Regions from separate parts of the Zea mays genome. Here region 1 is linked to region 2. A link is a contact called in public Hi-C data. All regions are on one chromosome and are shown on one strand. The core of a region is the stretch at or near the end of the contact, and the rest is flanking DNA. Distances in the headings are between cores, read along the strand shown. Region 1 holds the start of LOC100191988 (root hair specific 17). Region 2 holds the start of LOC100285902.

Evidence for each region. A called contact is a pair of places that touch in the nucleus more often than the background predicts.
Region 1: a contact with region 2 is called in a Hi-C map of endosperm, with 1.7 times the contacts expected there. The contact joins the promoter of LOC100191988 here to the promoter of LOC100285902 in region 2. A contact is called at or near these places in 3 of 25 Hi-C or Micro-C datasets (endosperm and leaf).

The regions. Positions count from the first base shown.
Region 1 is chr6:177,923,503-177,928,028 of Zm-B73-REFERENCE-NAM-5.0, reverse strand. LOC100191988 (root hair specific 17) reads right to left here and starts at 2,734. Exons shown (of 11, transcript NM_001176452.1): 1 at 2,385-2,734; 2 at 1,964-2,066; 3 at 1,716-1,854; 4 at 674-755; 5 at 522-598; 6 at 319-431.
Region 2 is chr6:177,666,681-177,671,116 of Zm-B73-REFERENCE-NAM-5.0, reverse strand. LOC100285902 reads right to left here and starts at 3,136. Exons shown (of 1, transcript NM_001158791.2): 1 at 1,670-3,136. The coding sequence starts at 2,789. The coding sequence ends at 2,061.

The DNA.
Region 1 (4,526 bases), core at 1,485-3,984, 260 kb before region 2:
CATTCTAGAAGTATGCTACTTTCCAATAACCTGACTAGTGGTTACGAAGTGCTAATTATCTACTATCACCTGGACCCAAATACTTCTACAAAGTTAATCAACATGACTACATAAAACACATGGATTATGTCAATATCTTATGGTAATACCAAGTACATTAGGCATAAAAAGCACTTTGGGGGGGGGGGGGGGGCTGCTTTTACTTTGTTGGAAGAAAAAAATACTGCTCAAACAGAAGGAATAATAAAGAGCACAGGTTTTGTGGTAACTTTGCATGCAATGATCTTCCTGCATCATAGACATTTCAGACAGACGTACCTCTCATCGTGCCAAAATGAATTTGTGTCTAACTCTGGCAGCACTAGTGTAGCATTCATGATTCGTGCTACGACAACAGCATTACATATCTACAAAATCAAGGCAGAAGTAATCTTAAATCTCTCAGCTATGTTGCCATGAATACACAAAACTTGCATGGTTAACTATGCTACTTTAGAGACAGTTTTTTATATTAGTCATACTGCACTGCGTTGTTGGGTCAAGCCGCCGTTGCACCAGACACGCAAGTACCCATTGCTCTCAGATTCAGCTGGTGGGGCTGCAAGTAGAGAGATTGCATTTCAGAATTTCATTTTGCCATCACTCAGAATGGCATAGGACTGGATAAACTTACGAGGCCAACAGATGCGTGGTGCAGAAGATGCTCTCCAACCATTTGAATCTACGGTTCTCCACAACTCATTTGCAACAACATCCTTGAGTAGTAGCACTGATATCAGTACAAGATATAGTTTGATAGAAAATTCAAATAAATGTTGTACATACAATTCAATTCCATGCATATAGCATAACTCAATCAGTGATGCACCAAAAATTTGTCTCAGACAAATTGGGCCATTTATTTTTAACATTATTCCTTATATGATGCATAGATCCATACGTTGTGCTGACTTGATTTTAATAGTTATGTATCAAATCCTTACTCCAGTCTTTTCATCAGAATCAATAAACAGTAGTGATGCATCGATGCATCACTTCCCTAACAGCCTACAGCTAGCAAAACTGAGGTTATGAAACATCATGTGCCAACTGTCAATTTTACAAATGCCCTTACATTTATGTCGTAACCTGCTGGCCTGCGTCAATGTTTACAGGTCTACTATAATGCAGTAAACTAATTGTTTATGTTTCTCAGTTTTTCACAGGAACAGTAAGCTACATCCTTGGGGGTGCTGATTAAGCAAAATAATAGTTATGGAGAAGTTGGATCTCACACAACTTTGGAAAGAACTATCGCAACTTACTGCAGTCTGCAGGTAAGCCCATCAGTAATACTCTGTAACCATATTAGGTGCTTCTGCGTTGGATACAGTTTACAATCTTGCTTACAATCTCTTGAACAAGGAGTATGTATTTGTTACATATATATTATAGCAACTTTTCCATCCGTTTCAAACAACATGATTCATGCTTATTGCTTAGGCATATACACTGCCCAATTATGTCAATTTTTGCAGAATAGTTCGTTTTAGATGGTCCATTAGAGATTTTCTTTGCAAAGTACCTTGGTTAGCACCAGCACCTGCATAGCCATAGCCTCTCACCTTTCACTCTTAACTCTCATGACATTGCTATCGGTCTTCTCTCCAGTGGCAAGCAGAACAAACAGCACAACGAAATCACTATAGAAACAAGCATGAGTGACGCGAGCACACCTGGACCCTGTAGGTGCTGAGGAGGCCAACGGAGAAGGACGACCAGAGGCAGATGGTGCCTGTGACCAGTGCCGTTACAGCTAGCCACAGCAGTGCCGATCCACGGTGCCGGCGCAGTAACGTCTCTCTGCCGAGGGCCCTGCGAGGTTCGCCGAACCAATCGAATCAGCAGCACAAAGTAGACCACAATTAAAAAAATAGCGGGAAATAAATTGGGGGCGGATTGCCGCTGGAAGCAGGCGGCTCACCTGCGCATTGGGATCAGGTGTCTAGGATTTGGTCGTGCCGCGTGCGAGGGGTTCGGATCTTGACGGAGGCGAGAGCTGCGGCAGGTGGTGGACTAGGGTAGGCCTAATAAAAAAAATTCAATACGCTATAGGGTAAAAACAATACACAATTCGGTAATACACCAGCATAATATAATTTTCCAACAATTCGGATATAAAGTATCTGGAAAGGTCTCATAACCTCGCCAATCCAACAAAATAGTTGAAAACTTGCTCAAATGGCATCTCGATTTCAGTAAGGCACAGTTCACACTTCCACAATCCCTAAAATGGCATCTCAATTTCACAACCCCTAATCACAGATCACAATCCCTAAGGCGCGTATCATAGATGCGTAAGCTCAAATGCACATGAACAGAACTCACCAAGATTTAGGACTTACGGTTAGGGACTTAGGGGAAGGAGGCTCGGTCGGCGGCGCAACACCAAGTCACGAGCAATCTGTCCAAATCGAAACACGAGGTTACCAGCGAGAGGAAGCGGACGACGGCGCAACTCGCTGCAGGGCGTTGGGCATCGGCAGCCGTTCGACGGTGGGTGCGGGACAGCGGCGCTCGCTGCAGGGCACGAGTCGCGCGACTTCGCCAGGCGGCGACGCTCGCTGCACGGCGCCTGGCGACGGTGCTCGCAGTCGCTAGGGATTGGGGGCGGCCTGGCGGCGAAGGTCCCTGTCGCTGGGGGTTGGGGTGGCGGCTAGGGTGAACCGGTGAAGAACGAAGCTGAATAGCAAAGTGCGAAACACTGGCGGCTGACCACGGGGTACGGCGCTATCTCCCACCATTCCTCTCCCAAATCCACTGTTCGCACTTTCTATTCATATTTAAATACCTTCTCTTCAATTATTCTTGGGAAATTTGGATCCATACCATTAAAAGATCACCACTTTGGATCCATACCATTATTATCTCACTTACATGTGGGTCCACATGAGTCAATGACATGTGGGGTTCATGGTATATATCTAAAGTTTGGATCTTTTAATGGTATAGATCCAATTGTTCCATTATTCTTCCTCTATTTCTCCTCCTCTCCAACCATTCTCTCTATTCAGTTCCTCTTTAATCTTTAACTGAGCTATTTGCTTTTTATATATCAGTTTTCAGAGTTTTAAAAAATATTATCAATTATCATATTTATACTACTGTAATACACATTGTTATCTGCTAATTAAACTTGAAAATGATTAATTTCGCAATTATTTTCATTGATTAGTGAACAGGGGAGATTACCTTTCTAGGGGGAAATGAGTCTCTCATCGGCGTGAGGGAGAGGGGGAGGGGGTGCCGTTGGAGGCGAGGGGGTCTGGTCAAGGCACCGTATGGTCGATAGGGTGAGGGAGCCGATGAACCCTTGAGATCGCCTCAGCATCCTCACGGGACTCACCACTCACGGGCTCACCGACTATCTCCAGCTATTTACTCGTCCTCATGCCCATATTCAAACTACATTTTGCGAACAGTGCAGTCTACAGTGAAAAACAGTGCAAACAGTGCTTTTGGGTAAACTATGGCTAGACTGCTACATACGGTCACGGCCGCCCTGGGCGACAGTCGAGGAACCGCTCGGCCTCATTAGGGTTACGCTCTTTTACATGTCGATATTGGCGGGTATGAAATTAAATTTGGTTCAGTACTAAATTAGTCATAGTATTGAAATGAGATGTAATTTTAATTCTATTATTTGGATGTCACTGAATTGGAGTTTAGAATTGTGGGGTCTAATTCCATGCAGTTCAAAGGGGTGACGCTCTGTACCGAGAGAGGAAGTTTCTAGTTATAGTCCAATTCCAGAAAATTGGGTCTCTGATTCCAAATCAAAATTCCATGTGCAACTAAACAATAGAATTCAAAAAAGCCAATTCCAATTCCTAATTTTGTGCTTCAATGTCTACGTCCAAATGGAGTATTAGGGTAATTGAGACCTACATCTCTATCCCTCCTCTGTCTCTATCTCTGCTATATATTCTCTACTATTTATTAAAAACGTAAGGGGTAGTCTGACTCCGTGGTTCTGTCTCCCCTCATTCTGCCCACACCGGCTGACAGGTGTCCCCCTGTCCTCTGCTCCGCACCGTCAAGCTCCCAGGTCTCCAGCCGATCCTCCCTGTGCCTAGGGATGACAATTTGACCCGTGGATTCTGAAAGGGAAATGTGCCCTTGGGCCATTTCTAAGTATTTTGGTGATTTAGTGTCCAACACAAGTGCTTAAATGATAAACTATGTCAAATGGTGGATATGGTGCAAATCAATACAAAGGTATGATTCTAGACTTAGTACATTGGTTTTTGTGTACTAACATGGTTGTCTAAGTGCTAGAATCAAAGAAAATACAATTGGAAAAGCTTGGCTCGAAGCGGCCAAGACTCTGCGCAGTCTGGGTGCACCGGACTGTCCGGTGGTGCACCGGACAGTGTCCGGAGGTGCACCGGACAGTGTCCGGTGCGCCAGGCTGGCGGCTGTCAACTGGCTGCTCTCGGGACTTCGTCGGTGGCGTACGGCTAAAATTCACCAGACTGTCCGGTGTG
Region 2 (4,436 bases), core at 1,887-4,386:
GCAGAGTACTGCAACTTGTAGTCTGCACGGTAACACAAACAGGGCCTAAACGAGGCAAACAGTTAAACAGTACTTCCTGGGCGTCATTGTGTCAGCTGAATAGTTGATTAGGTCTGAATTATCGTTGTCAGTCTCTTTGGCCGTACGTCCGTTTGCCACAAATGCTGGGACAGGGACTGCAGCGATCGCCAAACAGCTCTGAAACATCGCAGTACTGTGTGTAGGCACGGAGGAACAGCAAACAGCTCCTGATCCTTTCAACAGTTTCAGCGCTCTCAGCGTCATCCTGGGTTATTATTAAGACCTGACAGAAGTGCAGATGAGAAGACAAAACTTAACAGAGACTGATGGGACTGATCGATCATTCAGAAGCACCATGATGGGCTAAAGTTCAACAGCTGTGCACAAGTCCAGGGGCACTGAGTTCCGTGCCTGCCAGACACCAAAACTGACTGACCTTTGATAGGGAGAAATCATCACCTGCTTCTGCACATCAAATCGATGTTAAGCCCAACAAATGAGCTGAATAGTTGAAGAACACAGTAAATAACAGATGCATCTTTATCCAAATTTCCGAGGGCGAGGGGCCCAGCCTATTATTATCAGTAAGAAGACATATCTCTACTTTCTTTTCCCCACAGCAGTAACTTTTCTATGCCACAACTTGTTCCCTAATAGTACCGCCGCAGTAGGGTATGTTGTCGAAGAAAAAAAAATTCCAGTATCACATCTGGATGTAGGAGGTTTAGTGGTACTATGTGTTCTCCATGTCCTTTTCAACTGGTTTGGCAAAACTGCTGTCCAGATTTGGCGATTAGCTTTCGAATAAAACAGGACAAAAAGAAACCAGATTTGCGGACTCGTGCGCGAAACTGGAGCGAATGGTACCAGAGAACCAAAATCCTGTGATGCCACGTTTCTCATTATCCGTTTTTTTTTCTTCCTCTTTCATGGATTGCAATTTTCTTGGAGCGCAGCCGTTACATCCTTATCTGCCTCTCAACCGCCTCATCTCTTGCAGCATGGGCCTCCTCTCTTGCAGCATGGGCCTCACGATTTGATGAAACGAAATCCTTGTAAAATCCTTTAGCTTCTGGAAGGTAGAGTGATAGAGGCGAGTAAAGCATGCGACAGCAGCCATGTGAGTACGTGACCGGCCGGCCGCCCGTCTCGGACCAGACTGACATGGAGCTCCAGGCCTCCATTAATGGAATCAATCAGGTCTGGAAAATGACACTCCCTCCTCCATGCATGGCAGTAATGGGATGCAACTACAGCCAAGTACAGTCTAAATCTTAAGGCACTGCAGCAGGCAAGTACACCTCCAATTGAATGGCAAACACACACGCACGCGCAAAGACAAAGCAACGAGCATTTGATGCAACCTCCGAGTACGTCTCTCTAATGGCGTGCATGCAAGCGTTGTTCTCCAATCTCCACTGCATTCCATCCAGCCTTTTCTCCTCTAGAATATCCTAGCCACAGATGTTGGCTGCTACTCTCTAATTAGCAACTGGCAGAAGAGAACTCAAGATTATCATACCATTATATGGCCATTAGTTTATGCTGGGTTTCAAGCTTAACTAAATGGAAATGTTGCAATATTAGAAGGGAGGAGAGACCACCAGCTACACCCTCTAGTGATTAAGTGAAGATACGGAAGAATTTCAGAGCAAAGTAGAGAGATCTTATTAGATTGGTTAATCTTGCTGTCCGAGGGGGGGTCAAATGGCAACAAGGTAGCAGGAATGTAGCTACGAAGCATGCACAGTGCCTCTTCCTCCTTCCAATTGATCCCCCGAACTAGGAACAGAAGAAATCAAAGATGTGCAGACAAGAATGGTGAGGCAAAAGACAATGGTGAAAGAAGTGACTACAAAAAATGAAGGATAAGGTGAAACCCAAAAACGGAAGGGAAGAGAGGATAGGAGCCCTCCTTCACTTCCCTTGTTTAATCCCACACCTCTCGGAGCCCATAAAAAAATGAGGCGGGGGATTAAGCAAATGGTGGCGTGGCTGTGATGGTGCTGCTGACTGCTGAGCCTTGTCTCCCACCGTGGCTACTTCGGCTGCTGTTGGGGCTGTTGCTGCCCCTGCGGCGGCGGCAGGTGCGGCTGCTGCCTCCTGCCGGTGTGCTTGTTGTTGTGCATCCAGACCTTGAATACCTGGCGGCGCACGCCGACCTGGTCGCAGAAGTGCTGCACCAGCGCGTCGTCCTGCTTCTGCAACCGCCAGCCGAGGCGCTCCGCGAACGCCAGCATCTGCTCCTTCTGCTCCGGCGTGAACTTGGTCCGGAACCGCTTCCGCCGGACGTGGCCCTGCGCCTGCACGGCGGCGGCCCCGGACGGCGGGCCGCGCTCCTCGCTGGACGACTCGGTGGCGGTGCCGCCGCCGCCGCCGCTGGGCGTGCCGTGGTACGGGAACGGCGGCGGCGCGTAGTGCGGGTGGGGCGGAGGCAGGAGCAGCGGGACGCGAGAGGACGTCGCGGTCGCCGGGAGCATGAGTTGGTGGTGGCGGCGGCGCGCGTCGTCCTTGCGGTGGAAGCTGCGGTGGCAGCCGCATGCGGCGCACTTGAGACTGTCGCCGTCCCCGGGCATGAACTCCCCGCAGCCGTCGACGACGTGGCCGCCCAGCGCCGCCGCGTGGTTCCGCAGGCACTCGTGGTACCTCGCCTCGGCGGCGTGGTCCTGGTTCCCCGGGGCGGGGGTGGGGGCGGACGACGGCGCGGAGCTGGCGCCCATCTCCTCCGAGACGGGCTGCTCCTCCTCCTCCTGGCCCCTGAATTCCATCAGCGCATGCCTGCCCCTAGCTCCCTGCCGCCGCGACGAGTACCCGACGCCGTACGTGAGAGCGACGCCGCTCAAGAAGACCCGCTCCCCCACTATGTCGCAGGGGCTGCAGCCTGCTGGGGGCTTGGGGCGGCGTCGGGGTCCGCTGGCTGGTATAGTTGCTGCTGTGGGTAGCGTTAGCTATCAGTCTATCACTCGTATCCGTCTCGTCGTTTCGTCGGGGTTGGCTTTTGCGCTTTTGATCGCGTGTGGACCGTGGGAAAGGACCGGCGGAGGGAGGCTGAGCAGGCCGGCAGCGGAGGGAGGCGGCGTGACCGTGACCCCCTGCGGCGAGGCGAGTCGAGGGCGGTCCGCGGTGCAATGCATCGGCCGACAGCGGCAGGGGTGGGTGAACCCGTCCCGTCCCCATGCCACGGGGCCCCCAGACTTTAATGATGCAGCCGGCGAGAATTGGGCAGCGCGGCACGTACCGCTACGGCCACCGCCACTGTACCCACGGGCCCGGATTACGGGATTAGCCGATTAGGGACGTGTATCTACGGCGTACAGCGAGGCGTCCGGTCCGCCCTCTCTGAATCTGAATCTGTCCTCAGTATGGACGTCTTTGACTTTAACCACTTATATATACTCTGCCTTCCAAATGTTCGAGGAGACACTGATCGACCACTTTCGACCTGACTAAATCACACCAGTACGTTTAACTACATCCCACATCAGGCTGTGAAGTGCGTCCCTCGCTTATGTACTAGGTCAACTCACGTGCATTAGGCAAATTCATGATCCAACAACTAACCTCCTGCTATAAATTGCGATTCTGTTTTTTACGCAAATAACGTAAATAGTTTATAAAGATAGCATAAAAACTCGTCCAGCTATTAGACCACGTGCACATGCCCAAATTTTAGATGACATTCTTTTACCATTGCATGCGCGCGAAAATTGGATGACTCCATAAATATAAGATTGCTCCAACAAACATAAAACTAGGCTCGTTAGAACCAATTTATGATATTTACTGATACTAATTATGCTACACGTTCTATGTATTTATGCAAGTCGGTACACTGTGTAAAAATATGTTTTTTATTGCATGCGCATAAATTTAGGATGACATAAATATGCGATGAAAGGAAATTTATTGGCATGCATGGAAACAATAAAATCTTATTTTAAATGTTGCATTTCCTCCATAAATATATTATCGTTCTAACAGCCATGCAACTAAACTCGTTAAAACCAGTTTATAATATATAGTGATACTAATTATGATACACAATCTTGATATTTATGCAATACAGAACACTACATAAAAAATTGCCATGTGGTACGCTGGTAGACACATCTCTAAATTCGAGCGTAAATACCTTAAGTTTTAAGCATAAAACCCATCACTTATGTGCATAAATACCGAGCCATATAAGAGAGGTTGATAACTCTGACACGTTGTATTCACGATCATATTTTTTATGGTAGTCGAATGCAAGCGGTTTCTATTCTTATTCAGATCCAAAAAATATATGGTAGATCGTGAGAGTTTTCATTGCATGCGCGTAAATTTTGGATGATATTTTTGTTTTCACTGCACGCATGCAAAAAAAATAGGATGACATGATTCACAGCGGGCATAAATTCTTATACAAAGTCGTA